3 separate regions of the Zea mays genome follow, and all the other regions are linked to region 3. A link is a contact called in public Hi-C data. All regions are on one chromosome and are shown on one strand. The core of a region is the stretch at or near the end of the contact, and the rest is flanking DNA. Distances in the headings are between cores, read along the strand shown. Region 1 holds the start of LOC109939959 (protein ROS1A). Region 2 holds the start of LOC100382817. Region 3 holds the start of LOC100274128.

Region 1 (3,926 bases), core at 1,186-3,685, 150 kb after region 3:
CTAGATGCATTGTTATGGGGTTGCTACTGCCAGATAGATGGCTTGTGCATCAGTAAAAGGAACTGACAATATATACATAGATAATCATTATTAATTATGACAATGATGTGTGATTCTCGTAAAAACTTATTTTTAGGCTATTGTTAATAAACTTGGTTATGCTAGTTTTTATGTTACCTACGTATTAGCTAGTTTATGCAAAAGTTATTATGTATATATTTTGATAAATTTGGTAAACCACGATGATAAAAGTAGGTAGTATAGATTTGCTTCTTTATTTTATAGACAAATGATTCTACACTGGAATAGAGACATAACCTTATTAATCGAAAATTACATCGCTGGGTGGTGGGCCAACTAGCCTTGAAACGATGTTTCATATATCTGTACCCTCCTCCCTCCCCTGTTTCCCTAGTCAATGACCCTGTTTTCAATAAGAATTGCTTTAGTAAAAACCTTCCAAAATTAATATGAACACAGAAACGGTCCAATCGTCACAATAGTAGGAATTTGTTGTTTTTAGATCCTAAACCCTTTGAATCACTAGATCATGAATCATTTGAACCACTTCATATTTCTCTACACGTAATCCCTACTATACTCAATTTTTTTCGCAGTCAAATTTTTCCACAGCTAAATTTAAAAAAACTGATAAAAAACCCTGAACCAAACAGATCCAATATAGTTTGCATCGACCCAGTGGCGGATCCAGGATTGATCTAAGAGGGGGGCTAGCCAGCTAAGACTATAATTTTTTTAAACCAAACAAAAAATATAATTGATGTTTAATATGACACAAGAAACAAGATATAATTTAAACATCTTTTTTCTGGTTTTTGATGAGAAAATTTTCCATCTTATTTCTATAAACATGGGACTACTGCTAAATAAATAATCAAATCAAAACTTTAAATCAAAACAATTAAGCAAATAAATAATCAAATCAAAGCAATTCACCTTCGGACTTCGGTCTTCGCCTCTTAAGAGATCTGCCCCTGCCGCAGTAACAGACTTCAAATCAAAGCACGATAAGGCGTCCATCTACCTCCGGCAGCAACAGACTTGACCAGGCGATTGGATTCGGGGCACCGAGCGATGGGATGTCGGCCGCTCCTCTAGCTCCAATAATGTGAAGGAGGCCAGGAGCCCAGGAGGGAGCGCACGGCTGGAACATCAAATCAAACTCGGGCAGAAGGGCTCACCGCTCACGCACGGCTGCTCGCCTGCTCGGGCTGTCGGACACTCGGCGGCTGTCCGGCTCGGTCTCGGCGGGCGGCGGCTCCAGGCGACTAGGCGAGGTGCGGCAGTGGGCCAGCGGGCAGTGGGCGTGCGGCGGCCGGCGGCGGTGCTCCGGGCGTCGGGTCGGGGCGTGGACGCGTGGAGCCGTCAGCCGTGGGCGCCTGGGCGGTGGCGCAGACGCGCACGCACGGTGCCGGCATGCAGCGTGCCGCGGTGGGCAGTGGCCGGTAGACGGTGGCCGTGTGCGCCCGTGCGTGCCTGCTGCTACGGCTCTGGCTCTCCTCGACGCGGCGGCGGCTGGACGGCTGGTTAGGGTAGCGAAGATGTGGGGCTGATGGCTGAGGAAGCTGCTGCGCTGGGCTGGCGGCTGAAAAGCTGGGTCTCTCGTTATTGGGCCGCGACCGGGGCTGCAGCCCAGGCAGCCCCGGTCGTAAATCCGCCCCTGCATCGACCTGTGCAGCTGCTGGCCGCAGTGTTTGTCAATATAGATTGGATTTAAGTATCGAGACATTCACCACAGAATGGAAGCGTAGGGACAAACATGGGTCCTACGAGTTTATAAAAGCGGGAGATTCGTATCGACCTGTGCAGCTGCTGGCCGCAGTACCGTAAAACCCCCGCGGACCCTACCGAACCCCTGCCCAAGATTCGCTGCCGCCCACCGAATTCGGGTCCAACAATCGACCCTGCCCTGCCAGCCGTCCGATCCGCGAGGCGCGCCATCACTTCATGCCACCCGCGAGGCGGGCGCAGAAGCGGAAGGCCTTCAACGGCCGCGGCCCGCGGGGACGAATCGGCCAGGCGAATAGGCACGCGCGAGGCGACAGGTGGTGGCGTACTGCGTGCCCGCCACCGCCAGTCCCGAGCTTCGGCCCGCCAGTGGCCCCAACCTCGGTGCGAGCTGAAAAACACGTGCCGGGCTTGCCGGCTGGCCGTGGCCTCGCCCTGGCGGTGAAATGCATCGAACGCGCAACGCGCGCCAGGGAGATCCCTACGACTGCACGAGTGGAGGGTCCACCAGGCAGTGAGAGGTTCATTCCTGTACAGCTCGTACCGCTACTAGTACCCACTCTCTCTGTGCCCCCTCTCCTTTCTCTCTCTAGATAGACTGTGGTTCCTCTCACCCAGAGTCGCAGCGACCCAACCACCTCCCCCCCCCGTCCCTCTCTCTCTCCCTTCTGCTGGTCTAGTTTTGGTTTCCCTCTCGCTTTCCTTCGCTCCTAGGCGCGGCTCCGGCGGGCGGAAGAGGAGGGAGAGGCAGGCGGCGGCCCCCGGCAGTTCCTCCGTCCGCGGAGCCCAGAGGGAGGAGGGGGAGGCCTGGTCTGGGGCTGTCCGCTGAATCTGCTTCTCCGAAGATCGGGTGGACCACGGGACTCGGCGGGCGCGCCCGATCTGCTCCGCCGTCGAGGTGAGCTTCTGGAGGGTATGTGGTTGGTCTGCGTTCGCCTTCCGCTCTCCTGCGTGCCGAAATGTGGGTCGTGTTGCGGGGAGCCTCGCGGGTAATTTCGCCTGTGGAGGAGAGAGGAGCTCACTCTGTTTTCCTTTTTTTCCCTCTCTGGGTCGCTGAACAGGTTTTGGTTCGTTCGGGAGGTGTTCTGGGTGGGCGAATCGCGTTTTTGTCCGCCTCAATTTCTATTTTGGGTTCGGCTTCCCAAAGTTCCGCAGTAGGAATGGTTTAGAGGCGAGATAACAGAGGAGGCAACGGGTTTAGAGATGGGGCGAAGGCTCTTGGATTTCCTATAGAATGCTGCTCCGCCGTGCTGCTGCCTAGACATTTTTCTGATGAATTACTCTTCTAATAATTGCGTGAAAGAGTGTCCCAATGTCAATATAGTTTCGATTTGGAGTATCGAGGCATTCTTAGTCGTTGCCTCATTGGAGAATCAAAATCTGCGGGCCACTTCTAAAAAAAGAGAGAATTGTGGGCCAAGGTGCACATGTCCGGAAAAACTGTGGGAGCTAGATTGAGTTCCTTAGTTTGCATTGGTGATAAAATGCTGAGTTTGCTGCTATTGCTTATGTGTCATTGTACTATACTATGATATGCATGTTGTTTGACATCATTTGTGGTCTCCTTCTCATAGTCGGGAGTTATAAAAATAGAAAATGTTGGCGCTGATTTGGTCACCAAACACTATAATGAACCGTCTGGCAGTACTTGACACCTTTAGATGATGTAGGGTTGAATAAAGTTGAAGATCTTTAGAGCACTGAGTCACCACCACTTATTTGGGACGAAACAACAATGAACCCTAGGACCTTCTCGTGATGAGCAATACCTTGAGTTCGGCCCCGCGAGGTGAACGGTGGCGGCGGTCCATGACTAGTCGCCGGGTCGCCTGGCGGTGCTCGCTGTGGCGACGCGGACGGTCCGTGGCTCTGGGTCGGGCGGTCCGCGACCTGGCGACAGAAGTGGCTTATTCAATGCGCACTGTCCGGACGGTCCGTGATGGCGCAGGGTCATCTTCTTCTCCTCGTAGAACCTAGATCCCGCCCCCTGGAGGAGAGACCTTAGGGTGCTCTGGGTCAGTAGGTCACCCGGGCGTCCCCAGACGACGTAAAGTCGTCTTGGAATTAAGAGATCAATTTGAGGAAGAGGTCTTGAGTGAAGTAGATGAAGTAGATGTTGCCCCTCAGGAGGGGTAAGATCCTAGGGTCATCTTGGGGTCGGCAGGCCACCCCAGGAC
Region 2 (3,844 bases), core at 655-3,154, 150 kb before region 3:
CAATTTGGAAGCTAACATACATTTAAAAGAAGTATTAAGTCCAAAAGAAGGAAAGGGAAATAGAGGAGTTGCAGCTCAGTGAATAACTTCAACAAATGAAGTTAATGTCTCAATGTAAGAATCGTTTCTTGCTCTAGGCAACAAATTATCCACAGGCTATTTTTTATTTTGTTCTGCGAAATATGAAATTAACTTAACTCTGAATTTCATTTTATCAGTTCACAGTTTTATCAAGAATTCATTTTCCCATTGAGTCCACAATAAAATTTTCATTCTAGCTTTCTGACAAAAATGGAGAAAAACTAAGCTTATGGAGTTACCTGCGACAGTGCAACATTTCCTAAGCTTTTTTTAAGTTAGACAAAAGGCATTTTTCTTCTATGCTGACACTTTTTATTAACGATAATGTGGTCATATTTCTTGCATTTTGCACTTTGACAAACGAAAACATAAAAAGGGATAGAATGATTACCAATTAGATCAAACATAGCATTAATGAATATATCCACAAATTGTTCAAACATTTGTCTTGTTGTATCCCATTCGGGTCCATTGCCAATATCAAAACCTTCAAAACTTTCATTGTCGCTCCCATTCCAATTTGCCAAAACAGCACAAACCCGCATTGTTTCATCAGTAAGGCCCAAAACCTTAGCCCGCAATTTCTTTACATGAGTTAGAGGGCGTGATACCGCAACCGTTGTAGTCCAGTTGTAAGGCAAAAGTGCTAGCTGACCACTTTCCTTGTTTCCTACCATCATTTTCCTTTTTTTCCCTCTCTTGCTCCTCTTATGTGTAGTCAGTTCACTGATTAAACCATAACTCTTGCCAATGCACTTCAAATTAATCATCAGCTCGGCTCTGCTGAAACATGTTTTACTTTCTGATGAATGTAAATCCAAATCTAACTTGCGTCTTGCACTATTAGACCTGTGGGCACCAATATGTTGAATATCATCCTCTGTCATTTTCTTCTTTTTTACTGTACTAGGCGTGGTCACCTTGAGCTTCATCACTTTATCTTTGGCCACTTTGAGACGTTGAACCCCCTTGGTCGACTTCTTCCCCCTCCTCCGAGGTGTGGGCTCCATGTTCTCCGGAGTAGAAGTAGGGGCAGGAGAAGCAGCACCTGCATCTCTGGCACTATCAACACCTTCCTTGTGCTGCTGCTCTTGCTGTGCAACCTTGCCAGAGGACTCGCCCACCAGTGCAGGCAAGGTGCTGGACTCCTGAGTGCCCACGGGATCACAGTCCACTTGGACCAAATTATCCAGTGCGGCGGACTGAGAATGTTCATGGGCATGCAACGGCACCGAGGCAAGGCCATCGCCGTCCACCTTTCCGGGGCCAGCAGCCGTGCTGGTGTACAGAGCAGTGCAGCAATAGCCAACTGCGGTGGTTGTCCCGGACGGTCGAGCTAGCTTGCGGACAATGTCGGGTGTCGCCGGCGATATCCCCAACTGAGGCTCTGATCCAGACAAGGAAAAGAAATCATTATGGATGCACCAGATTTAAGGAGGCTCCCCGCTACCACGGACACCGCACATTAACTGGCAAATACTCAAATTGTAAGATTTTTTTTAGATAGATTGCTTTGACTATGAATGCATATCTATAAGACTTTTGTAGATGCATTGCAGTACAATAATGCCAAAACGAGAAATCCAGGTGAGCCTACAAGTGCATAAGCATAGAAACCAACGCATGCGAAGGAAGAACGAGCAACGAGCCTATCGGCTATGCCCACCGCGGTGGCCCGGACTCACCAAGATCTGCCGCCGCCGCCATGGCAGCAGGGCCCGTGGTCGGAGCGAACTCCGCTGTTGAGTCCTGAAGAGGAAGGATTTGGAGTCCACGCCACGACCTCGCTCTGGATTGTGTGTTGCGGTTTGCGGCAGATATGGTTAGAGTAAAGAAGGGGTCTGTTTTGCTCCGTCCTTTCTCTTCTGCCATTATAAAGGATTACTTTTCTACAGGAAACCGTTTCGTGCGTCGTTAACGTCCTCCCCGTCCGCGCCTTCTCTCACGGTCTCACTGGATCCGCTCCTCGCGCCGCCCTCCCCCCGCGCCTGCCAGGCCCGGCGCTGCCGCCCCCCGCATCGCGTGAACCGGCCGCATGCCCGCATCCCAAGCGCCAAATGCACCGAACGTCCGAACCCGCGTGGAGAGCGCCCGCTCGCAGCTCTGGATAATGATGCTCCCCTGTCTCGCGCCGCCAATAACATACCAGTCTTTCGCGATCTGCTGTAACATCGGCGGACGTTGGACGAAAATTTACGAAAATCACATAAATGTCATGGCTTCCTGATTTAATCAATCATCGAAGATAGATTATATTGTTGCGACAAGCTAGATCTAACTTATGGAGTGGATCAGTGTCATGGTAAAAACAGGGCAAGAGACGGAGGCGTCAAGAAGACGTAGAGTCAGACGACGTTGCATCAGAAATGGATCGGTGGCAAAAACGGGGCTGCGAGCAAACTCGTTTATATGGTATCCAAAATATTAGGGTCAGACTGATCCGGAAGGATTCGATGAGGAGGATCATGACAGGGTTGTTTTAGGCCATGTTCTACACCTTTAGAGCTAATTGTTAACTGGTTCTAGCTGGGTTGGGCATCTAAACCTCTTGGCTAATGTTAGCCACTAGCTATTAGTTTTATAGGTTTGGAACCGGACTTTATACTAAACGAAACTTTAATTTTTTCTACACTTAACACTAAATAACCATTAGGCATAAAAGGGTGTATAAAATTAAGCAGGGTATGACCCACTTTACCTTTTTGGATCCGCCTCTACCTATACTTGCAGGCGCGGGACCTGCTCCACCGCCGCCATGGCGAGGTGTAGACGCCATGGGCCGGTCGCCTCCTGCATGACAGGCTCCTCGCGCTACGCCAGCTCCACCACCCATAGGCGTGGGACCCGCTCCGCCATCGTCATGGGCCAGTCATCTCTTGCATGACCTCTTCCTTCTCGTCGGCGCGCAGGGTGCGTCCGCGAGGCGATCCTGCTGGCGCAGGACTTGCTCTGCCGCCGCTATGGCGAGGTACTAGCGCCGTGGGCCGGTCGCCTCCTGCACGACCTCCTCCTCACGTTGTGCCAGCTCCACCACTCGCAGGAGCAGGACCCGCTCCGCCACCGCGCCGTGCTGACTTAAACCATCGATCTACAACCCCCGCCCCTGCGCTGACCACTGACGCGTCCTAACGTGTCGTCGATCCCTAGGTGACGTTCGATTGCTCTGTCGTGGACTGTGTACTATGGTGACTGAGCAACCTCTGTCGTGGGTAATCTGAATTCATCAAATTTTGATCTTATGTTGGTTTGAAGTTCCTCCTCTACATCTTCCGCAGAACTATTTTGATTTACTTTTTTCAATGAAAGGAAATAAAAGACAGCAACGAACCATGAACACAAAGAAATAGAGAGAGAGAATGTGTTTCTTTTCGGGCAATATTACCAACTCACCAAGTAGCCTTTGAAGGCCTTGTGGACAACGACGGCGGCCTCCACCTCGTGCTCCTGGCCGCAGTTGCACGGGTGCACCTATGACAGCTCCCAAACGACCACGAAGAAGGGGTAACACGCGCAGGTGGCTGGATCTAGATCGAGGTGAGAAGGGTTATACAGTTGCCAGCAACCTCCCGCCGCTTCTACCGCATGCCGTGCATGCTGGGGGAGGTTGTGTGCGGCTCCCGATTGAGGATGACTGGGGGTTTCGGGTCAGGCGTAGGGCGGATGCTGGCGCGGTCGCAGCGAGGCACGGAGTTAGAGGTCACGACATGCACGACGGTTGTTGGTGCGGTTGTGGCTTTCGCGGAGGGAGAGGCCATGGCATGCG
Region 3 (3,792 bases), core at 1,142-3,641:
AATGGGCTGGGGCGCGGCGGAGAGGCACCCAAATCCCAATCGGCAATCGCTAGGCGCGTGCGGCTGGCTGGTGGGCGCCGGCTCGGCGCTCGGCGGACGCGGACTGGGCGTCTGGGCTGCCGGCTAGGCCGCTGCCGCGCTGGCCGCTGGGCGAGCGCTCGGCCTCGGCGGACCCTGGACGCCTGGACGCGGATGGGGCGGCGCCACGGCGGACTGGGGCGCGGCGCGCGGCGGACGGGGCGCGGCGTGTGGCGCGACGGCGCACTGGAGGCTGGGCTGCGGCGGACGGGGACGAGGTGTGGCGCGCGGAGGACGGGGACGGTCGGACGGGGCGCGGCGCGCGGCGAGCCGGCGAAGTGGCGAACTAGGGTTCGCGCGCGGCGAGCCGTCACGCGCTCGGCGGTCGGCGCTCTGCTTGCCCAGGATCTCCGATCTTCTAAAATAATTAATGGGCCTGCGCCCCGGGCCGTGGCCCAGGCGGCCATGGGCCTGGGTCCGCCCCTGCCTCCATGCATCTCTCAGCATCACTATGTTTTGGAGATCCTCGAGCATGCTGGCATGTCTAGCTGCAAATCCTCTAGCGCCCCAGATGACACACATTCGAAGCTCTCAGCAGCCAGTGATGATGTTCCTGATGCTATAGACTATCAAAGCCCTGCGGGTGCTCTTCGGTACCTCACCTTCACTCGTCATGATGTTGCTTACGCGGTTCAGTAGGTTTGTTTATACAAGCATGACCCTCGAGTTCCTCACCTTGCTCTGGTCAAGCGGATTCTTTGTTACCTTTACGACGCTCTTGGCTATGGCCTCACTCTCCATCGGACAGCTCCAGCCTCTCCAGTGGTTTATACTGGTGCTGATTGGGTCGACTACCCTGACAGTCGTTGGTCCAAATCTGGTTACGGTGTGTTTCTTGGCAACAATCTTATCAATTATTCATCTAAGCGTCAGCAGATTATGTCCTGCTTTAGTGCTGAGGCCGAGTACCATATTGTCACCAATGAGGTCATCGAGGCTGCATGGCTTCGTCAATTGTTGATGGAACTTCACTCTCCTCTCGATCAGGCTACTTTGGTCTACTATGATAATTTGGTGTGGTGTATCTAGGGATGATAATGGGCTCTAGATTTTACACTATAAACTTTAAGGATCGAATCACTTATTTATTTTTGAACTAACATTATTTAAGGGCCCTAACTTTTTGTGATGGGGCATTTGGATCGTGATCTATTACCACCCCTAAGTGTATCTCTCCACAGATCCCATACAACATCAGAGTACCAAACATGTAAAGATCCAATTGCATTTCGTTCATGAGCCTGTTGCCTCTGGCCATGTCCGCATTCTGTCCACCTCACCATAGTATGTTGACATCTTCACCAAAGATCTCCCAACGCCAGTCTTAATCAAATTTCAGTCCAATCTTAACATTCGACCTGCTACAGTTTTGATAATAGGGGTATAAACATATTTGCATGTTAGACATTCATGCCTTGCACGGATTCTGTATTTGGCTAATAAGCTAAGTTAGGTATGACTAGGATTAAGAGATCCAATGTGTTACACTCCCTACGTACATGTCGGGTCCGCCAATACACAGAATTATGGCGTTTTCACTGAATGCGGCTAGTTCTAATTCTTAGCCGGGAGCTATATTAGAACAACATCACACGACCACACACCCATACATTGTGTTTGGACTTTGGGGAACATGAACATGTTGAGTTTTCGGTTTCCCAGCATTTATTTTGGCCCAATTCTATGTTTCCAACCAATCAATCTACCAAAAAATAGAAACCCAGATAAACTAACAATTCGGCAGAAGGCTACTGAAATGAAGGCTCCTCTGAGCCCAAATCACGACGCAAAATTCCCCAAAACGAAACAGCACAAAATTCACCTTTACTCCAACCAAAGGAGGACGATCCCTCTCACCCGCGCAACCTTAACGCCCAAATCCCCCACCACTCCAACCAAAGGAGTGCCCCGGATCACCAACACGAGCAGCGCACCATATACAAGAGCCAGACAGCGCAGAGCAGGGAGGTGGAGCCGTTGTTACGCACGTATGTGTTGAGCTGGCGGATGAAGCTGGAGAAGTTGTTGTGCTTGAAGTAGGTAGGCAGCATCCGCGCGGCGAACTCGGGCTGGTTCCAGACGACGAAGCTCCCGTCGGATGCGTCGCTCCATGACACCACCGCGTCGCTCGACGGGTCGTCCACCATCTCGTACGTCTTCAGCAGGAACGGGGCTGGTCCGCCACCGCCGCCACCTCCTCCTCCTCCGCTACCGGGCTCGCGGGCGCCGGCGACCTCCATGACTGGTGCTGCGGCAGCGCGTGCTGCTGCTGCCGCCTGCTGCCTGCTGCGAGTGGGTGAAGGTTGGTGGATCCCAACTCCCAAGTGGAGGGGGGAGTCTCCTCGGCCGCGTGGGCTTGGATTTGTCACCATAATTATTTTCAGCTTGTCGCTGCGGCTTGCTGCGGCTGCAATCCGGCTGCGGCTGCGGCTTCTACAGTATTTTTCTCTCTATGGATTGCAGCTGCAGCAGTCCAAACAGCTGCAACAGTGTCGGCTTGTAGCCAGCCGAACACGCCCTTTGTCTGTCAGTTTCCTTGCTTTTTAGTAGTAGTTCATTATTTGTATACCGAGTAGATAGGAATTTAGGCTTTGCTTCTAGAACGCGTCATCCGAATTCCAAGTCAAGAAACGTGAGTATCGTGACTGTGTGTGAGGGTCAGAGTCAGAGACTCGGAGTTACAATCAGGCTTGAGTTGAAAATCCACTCATGAACTGGAAAACATTGTTGTTTGGATCATGAATTTGACAACAATATATAATGTTATCAAAAGTTTCACCAACTTCATTAAAATGACAATTAGTTTGTTATACCATGTAAATAAAGTAAGGCTAAAGTGGCAAACTAAACATAACTCAGTTGATCTGATTCATTTTGGTGGGACCTACCAACCCAAACTCAATACCTCAATTTAACGTAGGTGCTCATAGTTTTTAGATTTATTTTAGGAATTAACGATGCTATTTTTTAGTGATAGACATTATATCCGATCCAGAATTGGTCGAAGAGGAGGCTACTAAGCTAAGTCTATAAAAAAATTAAACCAAACAAAAAAATATAATTGATGTTTAATATGATATAAGAAGCAAGATACAATTTAAACATTCAAGAAATATGTAGCCTAAAAATCAGTCGATACGAATTCTAGAAATACAATAATCAATACATATCGTTCATTAGTTTATGTTACGAGGTAAATCTATCTTCTGAGTCCTTAAGCCTTAAAAATGCTTCAAAATCTTTCCATCTTTATTATCTACAAACATATCCCGCTCAATATACCATAGCATGTTGTTATTCATCCATTCATTACCCATTTTATTTCTTCTTTCAGTCTTGATAATGTTCATAGCAGAGAAGGCCCTCTCAATAGTTGCAATTGCCACTGGCAAGATTAATGCAAGCTCAACAAGACGATACACTAAACTGAAACATATATGTCTATCTGTTTTAACCACCTTTGTAGCAAGGTGTCCAAGATCATTACAATCTCTAAATCCATCATCACTTGTTCAAATCAAGTGATAGTTTGTGCTTGTTACTCTTGGTGATTGATATTACTAAATGAATGGGTGGTTTATCGATAGTTTGATGATCACACGATAGAGATTGTGGGCGATCCAACTCATATTGTAAATAATTGTGGGTGATTCACTGTACCGGAGTGACGAAGAATCAAACAGTAGAGAGCAATTGAACCTTGAGCGGATAAAG

The links. A called contact is a pair of places that touch in the nucleus more often than the background predicts.
Region 1: a Hi-C map of leaf shows a contact between it and region 3, with 2.9 times the contacts expected there. The contact joins the promoter of LOC109939959 here to the promoter of LOC100274128 in region 3. A contact is called at or near these places in 2 of 25 Hi-C or Micro-C datasets (both in leaf).
Region 2: a Hi-C map of ear shows a contact between it and region 3, with 2.5 times the contacts expected there. The contact joins the promoter of LOC100382817 here to the promoter of LOC100274128 in region 3. A contact is called at or near these places in 3 of 25 Hi-C or Micro-C datasets (ear, leaf and tassel).

The regions. Positions count from the first base shown.
Region 1 is chr5:165,164,935-165,168,860 of Zm-B73-REFERENCE-NAM-5.0, reverse strand. LOC109939959 (protein ROS1A) reads left to right here and starts at 2,435. Exons shown (of 18, transcript XM_020538530.3): 1 at 2,435-2,647.
Region 2 is chr5:165,470,794-165,474,637 of Zm-B73-REFERENCE-NAM-5.0, reverse strand. LOC100382817 reads right to left here and starts at 1,904. Exons shown (of 17, transcript NM_001361683.1): 1 at 1,767-1,904; 2 at 473-1,468. The coding sequence starts at 1,788.
Region 3 is chr5:165,316,771-165,320,562 of Zm-B73-REFERENCE-NAM-5.0, reverse strand. It overlaps LOC100274128, which reads right to left and starts at 2,391. Exons shown (of 2, transcript NM_001148506.1): 1 at 2,067-2,391. The coding sequence starts at 2,318.